Linked DNA regions of Rattus norvegicus: region 2 is linked to region 1. A link is a contact called in public Hi-C data. All regions are on one chromosome and are shown on one strand. The core of a region is the stretch at or near the end of the contact, and the rest is flanking DNA. Distances in the headings are between cores, read along the strand shown.

Evidence for each region. A called contact is a pair of places that touch in the nucleus more often than the background predicts.
Region 2: a Hi-C map of the A7r5 cell line shows a contact between it and region 1, with 3 times the contacts expected there. The contact joins the promoter of Iba57 here to the promoter of Trim11 in region 1. A contact is called at or near these places in 2 of 12 Hi-C or Micro-C datasets (the A7r5 cell line and liver) and 1 of 1 datasets of contacts at active chromatin or transcription factors (oligodendrocytes).

What each region holds. Positions count from the first base shown.
Region 1 is chr10:44,256,232-44,259,278 of GRCr8, forward strand. It overlaps Trim11 (tripartite motif-containing 11), which reads left to right and starts at 1,643. Exons shown (of 6, transcript NM_001399546.1): 1 at 1,643-2,189. The coding sequence starts at 1,785. It also overlaps a transcript of LOC102555997 not described here.
Region 2 is chr10:44,448,868-44,451,914 of GRCr8, forward strand. Iba57 (iron-sulfur cluster assembly factor IBA57) reads right to left here and starts at 1,501. Exons shown (of 3, transcript NM_001108827.1): 1 at 1,113-1,501. The coding sequence starts at 1,453.

The DNA.
Region 1 (3,047 bases), core at 393-2,892:
ACATTCTGGCCTTCCTCTGTCTATCTCACTACCTCTCTCAATTCTAATTTTTTCTAATTTTTTTCCTAAGGCCCATCTCCATTTTTTTTTTATATTTTTCTACTTGTAGCTCTGCTATCTTAGTATTTTCTTCATTTTATTTATAAATCTTTCCAATTTCTCTTCTATGGCTTGTCTCCATTTCTCATATCTCCTCTTGTATCTCTACTACTATAAAAATTTCCTCATTTTCATTTATATTTTTTCTAATTTTCTAAGGCCTATAACCTACCTACAATTCTATCTTCCAGTCTTATCTAAGTCTGTTTTCTTTTGATCTCTTTTTAAAAGGATATATAAAATTTTAACCGTTATTAAAAAAAATAATTTCTATGCTGATGTGTATTGTGAAATTATACGCACTCCAGATGCCCTGTGCCATTTTGTCTCTTTCCACTTTTAACATGGAAAATATTTTTCCCTTTAATCTCTAACTCCGTAAGGACTTCGACTTCCCAATTTTAAATAATCTATCATGTTTTATATTTAGTCTCTTTCCTCTTTTATTTTCAAACTTAATTCCTTACCAGTTCAGAAGTTTGGGGCTTTTTAGTTCCACAGCAGCTGTGGGAAAAAAATGTCTCTTTTGCCCTTTAGTTTGCAGGCTCCACAGACCAGCAAGTGTCTATGGCATTTAACTTCACCCACTCAGCTCAGTTCAGGAGGCTGCCCATTGGTTCCACCTTCTGCTGGCCCTACCCAGGTCTTCCCCAACTGCAGCCTACGGTCTAAAGGCTTTAGGTCTTTATTTGCAGCCACCGGCCGGAAGCCAAGCCTACTTCCCCAGCTCTGGGTCGCAAACTGCGTTTGGCTAGTGCAGCTCTGAGAAGTTGCTCACCTGCGGGACACACCAGAGGCTCGTAGCAAGCCGCTGCCTGACTCTGCAGCCGCGGTAGGACCGCCCGGGCCGCCGCACTACACAGGCTGGGGTGCGTTCCGGCTTGCTACCCGCAGTTGCTCAAGTGCTCAGCCAGCCGCTGCGGGAAATCTTAAAGGAGCCCTGCCTGGCTTTCTAGTTCCCTGCCGCTGTCCAGAACTTTTCTAAATTGCTGACCCCCGCAATGTCGGATGCACTCGCGGCAGAAGTTGTGGCCGGAGTCGGTCATCACCATAAACTTTGGCTGTTTCCTGACTATGGCATAAATTAATCATTCTGTTATTCTATTCTAAGTTCTGTCACATGTAACTGATTACCTGGTCGTCAGTTTTTGCTGCTATCTCCATCGGCTCTTCTGGGGCCTGTGTGGATCCCAGCATCCACCCCGCACCCTCTTTTCCAGCTATCCCACCTTCTAATTGCCTGCCTAAGCTCATTGGCCAATCAGCTTTTTATTGCCAGGCAAATGTTTTTTACACAATGCCCAAGATCACCTACAGAACCCACGGCCAAATTTGGCAGGACCCGGGTCTGGGGGAGCGGGGACACCACCTGCGGAAAACTGTCACCATGAAAATGCGATCTCTTGCACTATAATTCGATCCCATTCCCGAGCCGTGTGGTAAACAGCGACTAATCCAAGACAAAAGCGGGTTCTAAAAGAATAATAAAAGCCAGTTTTCTGCTTCCGCCGCGGTTCCTATTCCGGCGGAAGTCTGCGAGCCCAGTGCCGGAAGTACCCACTACCCAGGAGGCTAAGAGTGCCGCTATCTGCTCCGGGCCCGCTCCTCCTGCGCTCTCTCTGCGGAATAGCTTGATTGCCCCCCGGCACCACGAAGAGCCTGATCCAGGCGCAGCCGCTAGCACCATGGCCGCTCCAGACTTGTCCACCAACCTCCAAGAGGAGGCCACCTGCGCCATCTGCCTTGATTACTTCACCGACCCAGTGATGACTGACTGCGGCCACAACTTCTGCCGGGAGTGCATCCGACGTTGCTGGGGCCAGCCGGAGGGCCCGTACGCGTGCCCCGAGTGCCGCGAGGTGTCGGCGCAGAGGAACCTACGGCCCAACCGCCCGCTCGCCAAAATGGCAGAAATGGCACGGCGCTTGCACCCGCCTTCGCCCGTCCCCCAGGGCGTCTGCGCGGCGCACCGGGAGCCGCTAACCACCTTCTGCGGCGACGACCTCAGCCTGCTGTGCCCCACCTGCGAGCGCTCGGAGCACTGGGCTCACCGGGTGCGACCGCTGCAGGAGGCGGCGGACGACCTCAAGGTGCGTTCCATCGGGTGCAACCGGCCCATGCCTGGTGCGAAGGGATGTCCGGTTATTGCCCTGCCCAGAGTTGAGGGAGTGTGAGTTACAGTTAACTTGATCCTGTAAGGGGGTCAGGATTTAGCCTGTCTTCCAGGATGAGATGCACCGGCATTCTGGGAAAACCAGGTGTTGGTAGTCAGTCCTGACTGAGCTGGGAAAACTTGTGAAGGGGCCTACTGGCAGATCAACAGTTTGGCCTATGTCAGAGTTGATACTTGACCAGTGTGTTACCATCACAGCATGAACTCGGGTAACCAGAATAAACCAGGCACCAAGTCAACTTTGCTTTGGGTTTTAGCACAAAGGTTTGGAGCTTCTAGAGATCGTCCCTGTAATTTTTCCTGTTGTTTGGTCCATACCCGTTTAACAATTGTTGTAGCAGGTTTACCTTCCTGCCACCACAGGCCCCTTGATGGTGCCACAAGTGACATGATAAGCCCCGAAGGGACAACACTAAAGCTACTCTGTTGCCAAAGAAGGAAACCTTTGTCCTCTACCCTGTCAGGTTCACTGAACTTAACAAACTGACTAGACAGATCAGCAGGAAAAGCCACAGCTTAAGTAACACATTAAATTTCTCTTGCATAGGTCTTCACACAAGAAAAGAGAAAGAAAACCAAAGAGGAACAGTTACCCTAGGCCTTTTATCCCAAAAGGTGTGGATCCCAGAAAGAGACCTTGTGAACTGACTAGGAGATAGGCCAAGGGCAGAGAGAATCTCCCTCCTGTAGAGTTGATCTCTGTCTTCTGCATGTTAGGCATCGGTGGCTGTTCAGTGGCCTCACCTCCATAGCCTCACAGGAGCAGATGTGGGTG
Region 2 (3,047 bases), core at 251-2,750, 190 kb after region 1:
GCAACCACATGGTGGCTCACAGCCATCTGCAATGGGATCCGATGCCCTCTTCTGGTGTGTCTGAAGACAGCAACAGTGTACTCACATACATGAAATAAATAAATCTTTTTAAAAAAAGAAAGAAAGCACATCACATCGCTTCTTGGCCTTTTGGCAAAGATCAAGTGTAGAAAGCACATCACCATGGCCTTTTAGCACCTGGAGACAGACACTCTAGATTTCGCCTACAGCATGCTGACAGCTACTGGATAATGCTATCATGGCTGCCAATTCTCACTTTCATCCTGGAACAGCCACCCTCAGGGGTTCAGGAATTATTCTCCAATTATGAGGATTCTCCATATACTCCCACTCTGAGCATCTAGGGGGTTACTGAAGAGGCTCACCAAAACCCATGTTAGAAAGACACTGAGTAGCTCAGACTAGTAGGAGTCAAGGAGGAACAGCCCAGGGACAGGCTAGGGAGGGTGGGTCTTCACATGCCTGCTAGATGGTGCTGAGATTTCAGGACTTACGTCCTGTAAAAGTGAGCAACTGAAGACTCAATGCTATGGAAACAGGCCCTGCCCAGGCTGGCCAGCAAACGCTATTTACAGTCACAGTCAGGTCTGCATAGATGAGATCATACAGGCAAACAGCTGGCACGGCAATGAGGAACCGGAAGTAAGGGGGAAACTGGATTCTCAGAACACTAGTACAATCTGTAACTGTGAACAGAGTGGCTCTTTAAATAAAGCCCCAAGGACCAATGAAATCTTTCCAAGAAGTGAGGAGGGAGGGACAAGACTGAAGCCCCTATCTTGAAAATGCTTAACTCCAGAAGCCACTGTATAGCAGTTTCTGACTTGACTGGCTGGGGATCCGTGCAAGTAACTAGCCCAACCTGGATGCCTTTCATGGGAGATCCGCCTCTAGGTGACCCTTTCCCTAAGTCTACAATGTCCTCCTCAGAAAGTCATTTTCAGAGTCTTCTAATTAAGCCTCTTCCCAAAGGTGTCTGGCCAGCATTCCCTAGAAATCTTATCCTGGACATCCTTCATGGGATTCCTGATTAATCTTCTCCCACAACACTTTAACGTTCCTATTACCCCGCCCTGCAGCCCAAAGCTCACCCATACACAATGACGTCATAGAGCGTGCGCCCCTGCACATTTAGGAAATGGGCATAGGCCGCACGCGCAGAGGGCTGAGTCGCGCCGGCCGGAGGCCCCGAAAGCGGCAGCTCATTGGTCAATAGTCCCAACAGGAAGGGTGAAGCGTCCGGGCCGCGCACGCGCATTAAGGCGCGCCCATCCAGCCGGAAGCAAGTCCAGGCTACACTATCCGTGGAGTTGCCGCGGAAAAGGCCGGAACCACGGACTGGGCAGTGTCTCGTGGTCCCGCTCGGCCGCCACTGCCATGCCGGGCTTTTGCGCCCCGCAGCCGCTCCCCGAAGCAGCGCCACCGCTGCCATCTTGGGCGCTAGTGAAGGCGGGCACCACAGCTGCCCCCGGCGGCGGCGGGCTACGCGCGTGCGTGGGGGGAAGTAGGCGGGGCCTCAGCTAGCCGATGGGTGCGCAAGCCCAGATAGAGCCACCCGACGACCTTTTCCTTAGTTGGCTCCCGTTCAAACCCTTTGTGGTTGTGGTTAAATACATAAACATAAAATTTGCCATTTTATGTTGGTCCTAGTGTGTAATCCCAGCCAGCCTCTCAGGAGGCAGAGGCGGGAGGATGCGTGTTCAAGACCTGCCTGGGCAAATTAAAATCCTGTCTCCAAATAAAAAGCGAGGGTTGGGGATTTAGCTCAGCCAGCGGTAGAGCCTGGGTTCGGCCCCCAGCTCCGAAAAAAGAAAAAAAAAAAAAAAAAAAAAAAAGCGGGGCTGGGGATTTAGCTCAGTGGTAGAGCGCTTACCTAGGAAGCGCAAGGCCCTGGGTTCGGTCCCCAGCTCCGAAAAGAAGAACCAAAAAAAAAAAAAAAAAAGCGAGAGTGCTGGAGATAGCTCAATGGAAGAGCATTTCCTAACAGGCAGAAAGCCATGGTTCCCATCACCAGTACTGCCCAGAGAAAAGGAGGGGGAAAAATTGGACATTTGTTCATGGTCAAATACGGACAGTATAAAATTTACCATCTTTACCACTGTTACTTTGTTATTGCTGTAATAAAGAGCAACTTGGGGAGAAAAGGGGTTCACGTCATCTGAAAACACTCAAGTCACACCCACTTACTGAGAGAACTCAGGGCAGGAACTGAAGCAGAAGCCCTGGAAGAAGCTTCTTACTGTCCTGATTCTTAGGACTTTTTCAGCCGGCTTTCTGATACAAATCAGGAACACCTGTCCACAGTGAGCCGGGCCCTCTCACATCAGTCCAAACTTATGGAGACATTTTCTGAAGAGTCACTCTTCCCAGATAGCTCTAGGTTTGTGACAAGTTGAAAACAGACCAGCGAGACCACTTTTAGTGCATTCAGATCAGCTTTGGTCAAATGGCTGCACAGCCCTCGCTAATCATCCAGCTCCAGAACTTTTCTCATGTCTGTATTGACTCCTCCCAGAACACACCAGTCCCTGGTGCCTACAGTTCTCTTTCTGCCCTCGTGTGTTGGAAGCCTCTGAGGACCTTCGGTGCCTGCCTCTTGCACCTGGCTCTCTTCATGGAGCATCCATCCTCACTGTAACACGTATCAGAATTTCCTTCCCTTTTTAAGAATTGTAATTCATTATGTGAATTCCTACCTTTCCCTTATGCACTGGGCTGGCAGTGGGCACTTGGGAGGTCTCCGATTCTTGGAGCAGGAATAATGCTGCTATGAAAATGACTATATGAATGTCTCTTTGAAACCCTGTTCTTGTTTTTTGGGCATACTGGATCATATTACTACCAAGGAAACTGGACTTCCCTTTTGTGTGTTCTTAATCTTGTTAACAATAGAATTTAGAGGGGGCTGGAGAGATGGCTCAGTAGTCGTTAAGAGCACTGACTGCTCTTACAGAGGTCCTGAGTTCAAATCCCAGCAACCACATGTTGACTCATAACCGTTTGTAATGAGTTCTGATGCCCTCTTC